3 separate regions of the Mus musculus genome follow, and all the other regions are linked to region 2. The links are chromatin contacts, called in public Hi-C and HiChIP or PLAC-seq maps. All regions are on one chromosome and are shown on one strand. Each heading gives the region's core, a stretch centred on a gene start, on an enhancer-like site or on the middle of the called end of the contact. The rest is flanking DNA. Distances are from core to core; before and after follow the strand shown. Region 1 holds the start of Dcn (decorin). Region 2 overlaps Epyc (epiphycan). Region 3 has its middle 30 kb from the start of Lum.

What was found. Hi-C and Micro-C count contacts between places; a contact is called where the count stands out from the background. HiChIP or PLAC-seq counts read pairs in DNA pulled down with a chosen protein or histone mark.
Region 1: a Hi-C map of uterus shows a contact between it and region 2, with 4 times the contacts expected there. The contact joins the promoter of Dcn here to the enhancer-like site in region 2. A contact is called at or near these places in 8 of 39 promoter capture datasets (the 3T3-L1 cell line, HPC-7-derived erythroid cells, cancer-associated fibroblasts and 5 more), 7 of 484 Hi-C or Micro-C datasets (embryonic fibroblasts, palatal mesenchyme, uterus and 1 more), 2 of 115 datasets of contacts at active chromatin or transcription factors (fibro-adipogenic progenitors and heart atrium) and 2 of 9 other capture datasets (adipose tissue and pancreatic islet).
Region 3: a contact with region 2 is called in an H3K27ac HiChIP or PLAC-seq map of heart atrium, with 5 read pairs. The contact joins two enhancer-like sites. A contact is called at or near these places in 4 of 39 promoter capture datasets (the 3T3-L1 cell line, frontonasal cranial neural crest, hippocampal neurons and 1 more), 1 of 484 Hi-C or Micro-C datasets (embryonic fibroblasts) and 3 of 115 datasets of contacts at active chromatin or transcription factors (fibro-adipogenic progenitors, heart atrium and vascular smooth muscle cells).

What each region holds. Positions count from the first base shown.
Region 1 is chr10:97,477,999-97,480,781 of GRCm38.p6, reverse strand. It overlaps Dcn (decorin), which reads right to left and starts at 1,282. Exons shown (of 8, transcript NM_001190451.2): 1 at 993-1,282.
Region 2 is chr10:97,669,090-97,671,789 of GRCm38.p6, reverse strand. Epyc (epiphycan) reads right to left here. Exons shown (of 7, transcript NM_001379456.1): 3 at 1,118-1,292. Among named protein-coding and RNA genes, the nearest start is that of Ccer1, 23 kb to the left of the region's middle. Within about 2 kb of position 1,384, at least 9 of the 459 cell types and tissues checked have an H3K27ac peak or open chromatin away from gene starts, as enhancers often do. A contact at or near this core is called in adipose tissue, heart atrium and uterus, where this site is marked.
Region 3 is chr10:97,534,402-97,537,174 of GRCm38.p6, reverse strand. No RefSeq gene overlaps it. Among named protein-coding and RNA genes, the nearest start is that of Lum, 30 kb to the left of the region's middle. Within about 2 kb of position 1,279, at least 15 of the 459 cell types and tissues checked have an H3K27ac peak or open chromatin away from gene starts, as enhancers often do. A contact at or near this core is called in heart atrium, where this site is marked.

The DNA.
Region 1 (2,783 bases), core at 33-2,532, 190 kb after region 2:
TATACTGTTGTTAGGTGTTTCAGAGTTAAAACTTAACACGTATGTATGAAGTGAATCTGTAAATCCCTCATTTTAAGGTGAATTTAAAACTTCAGTAACAATAGGAATAATTAAAATACAAGCAATAAAAATACATTTGTCCACAAACAAGAACTACAATAAAACCTATGTTTCTTTTGGAGAGGTCTGCTAAAATAAGCAGCTGCAGGAAGAAAAAGCCACAGGCACAGAGATCACTGGAGTCACACACTGGGGCACACGTAACCAGTGGTCCTCTGCTTACTCTGCTTTAAGTTAAAATGAGAATCAACCCCCACCCTCACCTCATAGTGAATGCACCTCATAAGAAAGGTTAATTTGCATCGAAAATATTGACAGAAACATTTATAACCAAAGAGCTCTGCAGCTGTATTATCTCAGATCTTTAACATCATAAATATTTCCTGTGTTCCTTTTCACCTTTCTGGTAATAATTCCTATTCATTTCTGGTGTTGCAGAAGTAGGCATTATATTTCTACAGCCAGAGACTTGTCTTGCTGATGTTTTAAAGATTGTGAAGTATGCAAGAACACAGCACGAGAAGAAACCCTTAAATACCTAATTTAGGCACAAGCAATATGCTAGTTACGAATGCTTTTCTGCTGACAGTTTATAAAGAGCAAAGCATTTCATCAGTACAAACACAAAACTACCAATATAGACAAGTCATGGTGTTAGGTTACAAGTTTTTAATAAGCATATTTGCAAGAACAGAAGCAAGAGCACAAAACCAATGCATTCAAACAGTTTTGCCTTTTTGTTTGTTTGTTTTACCGAGTACTTAACTTCTGTTTTCAAGCAATTCATTTCTAACGTTGTCTAAAGATTACTAAAAGTTTAGCACAGCTTCCTTCTCGTTCCTTTTTCTCACCAGATATTTTCTTCTGCCCTCCACTTGACAGAAGCTTTATTAGCCTGTAGCAGAGTTCAGGACAATTATTGAAAGCCATACCTTTTAATCCGGGTATTTGCCACAGGAGCCCTCAAAGCTGCGATGTAATTAACACTAACTATGCAGCCCAGGCAAAAGGGTTTGCAGGTGTGGAAAGAAGGAGGAGGGGGTGGTGCTGCCCTGTGACTGTCACTGGGTTGAAAACCTCCTGCTTCTACTCCATAGCACAGTTAAGAACTAAGGTTTCACTGCGTGAGCGCATCCAGCTGACACCCACATTAGATCATATGGTAATGATACGTCTCTTGTATTGTAGCCAGAAACTTTATCGGCCCCCTTCTCCCTCCCCCTCCACATTTGCTTTATCCCTTTGCATCCGCCCAGCATTCCAAACTGCTTTTGTAGTCTAGTGGAGCAACTTGATTTGAAATTTGTCTTTTTTTTTTTTTTCTAAAAGATTGTAACTGAAGAATTTGTCTCCCCACCCCCAACCCCATTCCAGTCTCCACCCTTTCCAGTCTTGTTTGTAAGTAGTATTTATTATCCTTCTGAAATGACTTTTTTCCCCCTTGCTTTGGAGATGTGTGGGTCTGGAAAATGGAATGGCATTAATCCTAAAGCTTTTTTAAATGTGGTCTGCAGAGAAGACTAATTAGACTTCCATAGAATTACTCCTGGGCTCTGAAGTTCAAGTGCTCTGGAGTTCTCTGTGCATTTTGAATGCATTTCTATGGTGTTCTGGGACAAAGCCAGAATTTAATCTGGAAAATATGTTGTTTATTATTTTCATTACCTACGGCTTCAAAAACTTCCTTACTGTCTATTCTTTGCTGCTGTTGTTGAATAAAACACATAGAAACTAGACACTGATTACAATAAGATTTAGTTTGTAAGTAAAGAAAAAAATAATAATTTTTATAGATGGGTCCCTTATGTAATTAGGACTTTCTGTGGCTCTTTTTAAATTTCAGTAAATAGGCAGGGGGAGGAGAAGAAAGTGCAAATTGAGTAACATGTTTATTCAGGCAGTGAAGAAAGTTTTTGGAGATTTTATAATTCCATCTCTGGATGCTGTGGGTTGCTCTGTTTGCCTTCCCAGGTTCTGACTCGCATTTTTCTGCTCAGGCCTCCAGGCTCTGATCAGGTGGGGACTTGAAGCCACCATCTATGAAAAAGGAGGAGATTCCCCCTATCCTTCCTTTACCCACCTAAGTGCATGCTTTGACAGGAAATATTTTTTTATTTTTATGGAGCTGGAAGGAATTAAATTCTTGAGAGGGAATCTGAGGGAGGGGGAGGATGTAGCTAGACTTATTTTGACTTCTTTCCCAAGTCTAACTGCCTGTCTTTTAACCTCTCCCTCCACACACTCCATTCTTGCAGAGTCGAAGCATGCTGAGTGATTCTGTTGAGTCCAAGTGTTCGCTGACATTGGTGTAAGGAACATGCCCTTTCTTCTGGCACTAATTGACTTTCTCCTCTGAATGTTGCTTGTATTTATAAGTTTCTTCTGACATGCGATAACTCCTTGCTCATTGCCTCACTCCCAGAAAACACACATAGTCCCTCTAACACAGTTACTATAGTCATTGTCTTTCTTAATCGATGATTTGTTTCTTAGCAACACTGAACTTCACTCTAGTGAGTCAGGACAAATTGTGGCAGCAGTCATTGCCTAATGTAGAATAAGACAGGAGATGAAAGCAAAGAAATAGGAAAGAAAAGTAGAATAAAGTTGGCAAGAGGAAACAAAAGATGCATATAAATTAGTTTGAATTTTTACTGGTGGGGCTGTTAGGTTTAAAGTTCATATCTGGGTTCTTCCCTTTGATGACAGGTTTAGGAATTAAA
Region 2 (2,700 bases), core at 135-2,634:
CAATCAGCACAACATGTTGCCCTTATTCTAATCAGCATCCCCTATGTCTTACACGTCTGCACTGGACTGCACTGATCTCAGGGGATGACTTTCCATCAGTTCATCCAGTGCTGGGCCCTGAAAATACATGGCCCAGAATGATTTCAAGTAATGATGCCAGGCAAGTAATTCCATCCTGAGTCCTTGGTTATTTGATTCTTTCCAGCAGGACAAAGATGCATTATAATAAAAATCTTATCTTATGTCTGAGGACAAAATGCAGGAGTAACTCCATGACTCAAAGTGTATTCCAACATTCTTGACTTTTTTGTCTTTGGCTTATTTACTTCCCTTTTGGAGTGGAGTTGAAAATTGGCAAGATTGTTTAAGTTTGTTTCTTCTTTGAAGGTTTCATAGACTTATACATCTATCCTCATCATGCACACCCCTTACTCTCTATAACTCCCTCAGTATCTTCCATCTCATCTGCCCCCTAGCTTCATATGCCCTCATTTATTGTTATTTATTTTGACCCACTGAGTTGAGTTAGTACAACCCACGTATACACAGTTGCAAATTTATCCCTTGAGGGACTGAGAAGCTAATTGCTCCCTCCCTAGTAGATGTGGGGTTTTGGGAGATCGTTCTGTCACCCATGCTGGAATTTTAACTGTCTTGATCTAGTGTTAGTAACTAGAATGGTTGTGAGTTTACGGGTGCAACATCCTTCCCATCCTTCTAGACCTATGGTTTTGAGTTCCCTATTTCAAGATCTTTTCTGAGCCCTTTGGTGTGGTGGGTAAGCATTAGTGTAGATGTCCCATCTGTGGCTGAGCACTCGCCCGTGTTTATGATTAGCATTCTGTACAAAATGAGTCTACTCTCAGAAGTAGACTCTAATAAGACACTTCTCAGACCAGGGTTGGAAACAGCAACAACCTATGGATAAAAGCATAAATATTTACAAGACTGATGGCCAACATGACTACTTAGCAATACAACACCCTTAATTTCTCCCTTAGAGTTCATGACTTCTTTTGCAATGCAAGGCAGATTCCTTGAGGAATGACTTAAAACTAGATAGTTTTGAGAGGCGACAATGTGTATTTGGTTCTAATTGAGTAATAACTTATTTGACCTTCGTTGGTGTGTGGACCCAGAAGCCCCGGGAATTCTGGCTCCTGTGGGGAAGAGCCATCGATCAGCCTGGGAGTAGATTCTTCATCCTTGTCTTCATCCTGGTTGTCCCCTAGCTGTGGGCCTGGGGTCAGGAGCTCTCTGTTCCCAGAAAGCCTCTCAGACACTTTCTCGTTCTGGAAACAAACAGAATTTCAAGGTAACCTCAATCACCCTCCATGCCCATAGTACAAATGTAAAATGTGTCCATCTGTGCCACAAGATGTCACTACTGTTCTTACAATCAACACAGTGGGCCTCGCCCCATCGATGTTTCTCAGAAATACAATTACTGTTTTCCAAAATTTGTTTCTCAAATCTTTGGAACTGGTTTCAATGCCCCCCGTTTGTTGCTATTTCTTTGAGCTTCATACATTTTTCTTTTCACATGGCAGGTCTAAAAAAAATCTCACTCTTATTTTTTTTAATGATACAGCTTTATAACAGCATAGTTGTTAGATTCACTTTAATCAAACTTATGCAAAACAAAATTCAAAAGATTCCCATTCACACGTGAGCCCAGTTCACTCTCATCATCCCTTGTTGATAACTATTGAGATACTAATATTTCCTTCCTTTAGGTTTTTACTTCTGAAAATCAAATCTTTACTTCCTGTTTTGTGGTACCCTCAATGGCCTTTTTTTGGAAATTAATCTTCCAACTTTGGCAAAATATATAATGGTGTGAAAACGATGTAATAGATTGTAGATGCCTTTTGTTATAGATATTTCCACATGGATACTAAATATTGCAACAACATCTGATTATATTAAAATTGTCATCTTTGAGAACACTGACAATAGGAGTCATTTAAAATGGAAACACACACACACACAAACCTGACATTTTTCAGAATACTTTCTCAAATTTCCCCCTTTTTGCCTTATATCTTTTCTGGTATGAGTTATTATTTATAAGAGCTTTAGAAACCACTTATTTTCAGTTCCCTTCCCTTATGCTATTTCTTGATAAGTGTGTTCTTCTCCATAACCTTGTAAGCCTCAGATGGAGATCTGATAAAAACATTTGGAGCAGAAACACCCTGACTCCACTCCTCTTGTCTGCTGTTCCCACGATATCACCAGAAATCTCACATTCTTGATTGATCACACCAATGTGCACCCATCTGCATTAATTTGCACTCATTACAAAAGCAAAACGACACAAATTATTTCTAAGTTACTTATTATCTGGATGGAAATTTCAAAAACAGAGATATAAATTAGATTAGTTATTTACTGCTTGTCTTATAATAACTATGTGATTTTTAAAGAGACATATTTTTACACTTTTGATAGACTTGAGTACATTTAATTACTAATAAAAATAATATAAATTTAAGGAATGTTTTCCTAGGTTCTCTATTTGGCCCCTTTGTACCCTACATGTTGATTTCATAACCAGGCCTATTAGATAGTAACTGAATTATGCCTCTATCTTTGTACTTTTAGGTTGAAGCCTAATAAGCAACTTATAATACTTATGGAATATATTCTTTAAACATCCTTGTCCAAGATGCATTTAATTCATGTGCATTTAATTCA
Region 3 (2,773 bases), core at 30-2,529, 130 kb after region 2:
GGAAACATCTGGAGTCCTGCATTTGTTTGTCATTTCCTGATTCCAAGTGAAAGCTGTCCTTTGACTTGTAGGTGGCCTGGCATTTGTTACAGTGTTCCAGATGACTGTCCTGAAGTGGGATCAGCCACAGGAAATTTAATCTACAGTGATGATGCAATATTTTTTTTTACTTTAATTTCCTCTTAGGACCTTCTTAGATATTGTTATTTAACTTAATTTTAAAAACATTGTTGTAGCCAGATGTGGTTTTCCGTGCCTGCAATTTAAGCACTAGGAAAGCTGATGCACGAGGGTCATAAGTTCAAGATTAGCCTCTGCTACATGATGAAATTCCTGTCTGAAAAGAGAAAGGAAAAGGAAAGAAGGAAGGAAGGAAGAAAGGAAGAAAGGAAGGGGAGGGGAGGGGAGGGGAGGGGAGGGAAGGGAAGGGAAGGGAAGGGAAGGGAAGGGAAGGGAAGGGAAGGGAAGGGAAGGGAAGGGAAGGGAAGGGAAGGGAAGGGAAGGGAAGAGAGAAAAATGCAGAAGTAATATTTTGAGTTTATCTTTTAAATCAGGACATAAGACACTTTGTTTTCTTCAAATCCAGCATACTTTCTGCAACATTCTAACTCCTCACCAAACACGTGGATTCATTAAACAATTAACTAAGTTGTCAGACAGAGACTTTCTTTCCATTTTCTTTCATAAAAACATGTTCAGATTGAAAGAGTTCACCTCTCACCCCTCACCTACACACTGTATGAAAAGAGAAAGAAAAATAAATTTTTTCAAGACTTCTTTTTACTCATTCTTTTTATCAGATCAAGTGATCATATGTGTTCTTTATAAGCAAATGATTAATGTAACCTAATTGTCTAAATGTGCCTCTTAGTTTCCCATGAGATATGGCTTCAGCTATGAAATTCACACATTTTTATGGTTTTGCAGTTACACATGCTTATACAGTTAATGCCTGAACCCCACTAAGATCGCCTGCACTTTCAGGAATATGCTATTTTCTCTTTTAGTACTGTCCATTCGTGACTGTGAAACCATCATTGAGTTATCAAGCAGCCTTCAGGGAAGTTCGAGCAATGCTTTTGCTGATGTGAACTCTTGAGGGACCAGAGACTTTTACACAATCTTAAATTCGCAAGAGAAAACAACTGGATGTTAATACAAACAATGCAATCCTTAATCAGGAGGCTTCTCATTCTTGGTGTGGTCCAGCAAGGCCAGTTTGGATTATACTAACAAGATGAGAGCAAAGGCATCCAGAGGGATGCATATACTGTTTATTTATCTTAGCAACCACAGGAAGATTGCAGACAGCCAGAACCCGCCCTGTAAAATGTTCTGCGAAAGTGTACGGAGTGATGGCTCAGTTTGGATAGTGTCAAGTTGTTTCTGTACTGATAAAGAATAACCATGCTTTCTGTTTTGTCTTCTTCAGGATTTATGTCTATGGCAAAATTCCAACATCTAAGTTCTGTTTGATAGATCCACAAGTCATGAATCCATGTCCCTAAAAGTATAGATTCCAAACCAAACATTCGATTTCCAGTCCTAGCAAAAACTCTTCATTCTTTTCTGTGTCTGCCCGTGGTGACTCCATCCTTCCAGTTGCTCAGGCCAAAACACAGACTCATCTCTTTCTCATGCCCCTTCTCGAAGGTCAGCCAAACCTGTGTCCATCTTCCAAACAGATCTTTGTGCTAACCTCCTTCAGCATCCTTTCCATGTAGACCCAGGCCAAAGCCGGCATCATTTCTTGTTTGGCAACGTAAACAACCACCTGCATATTCTTCCCCTGCCCATCCCTGTAACCCTGGGTCTGTAAAGCTAAAGTATTCTAGAAAAAAAAAAGTTTAATCAAGTCATCCCCTCTGGAGACCACTCTAACTGCTTTCTATCTTGCCCAAAATCAGTGTGAATCTTGGGGCTAGAGAGATGGCTTGGCTCTTAAACCTGCTTGCTGCTCTTGTGGCTGCAGGGCAGTAGCCCACAGCTACTTGAGATCTCTAGATAATCCTATGCACATAGACACACAGCAACTGGCAACCGTTTCTTTTGAAACAAGGTTCTATGTACCACAGATTTGCCTCAGATTAGTTATATGGCCAAAGATGGGACTGAACTCTTGACTCTCCAACCTCTGGATAAGCCACCAAATACAGAAAGATTTCATGACTCATAAAACTAAACATACTCATCTCATTAGTATGCAAATGTACATTACTCTTTAATAAGTGGTAAAATTATATATATATATTATATGCATATATAATATATATAATATATATATAATTATATATAATGTATATAATATATATACATATATGCATTGTTTTGCATTTCTTCTTGACTTATTGTCACTGAATGTTAGATTTATATATTTATGTTATTTGCCTCTTCACCAAGAGTTCCATCAAAATGTCTCTGGTGAAAAGAGCTCATGTGTGGAAAAGCTAAGAAAACCCTGCTCTGCAGAAATGGCAACCACATGATCTCTCTGACCTCGTGTCTTGTCTGTCTTGCTTGCATTGCTGGCAGTCCAGTTTCCTTCTCTCCTAGTACTGAGCCTTGGCATGTACCTTCCTAAACTGGGCCTCACTGTCTCCATTTGCCTCCTTCATCCTCAAATTCACACTCTTCCTCAAATACCACTTCCAAGGAAAAAGACAGTCCTTCAGCCATGCTCGGATATGTAAAACAGCCAGCCCATCTTCTCTGATTTCTTAGTACTCGATTCTCCTTTACTTCCCTCTGTTTTCTATGTCAGCCCCTGCAATGT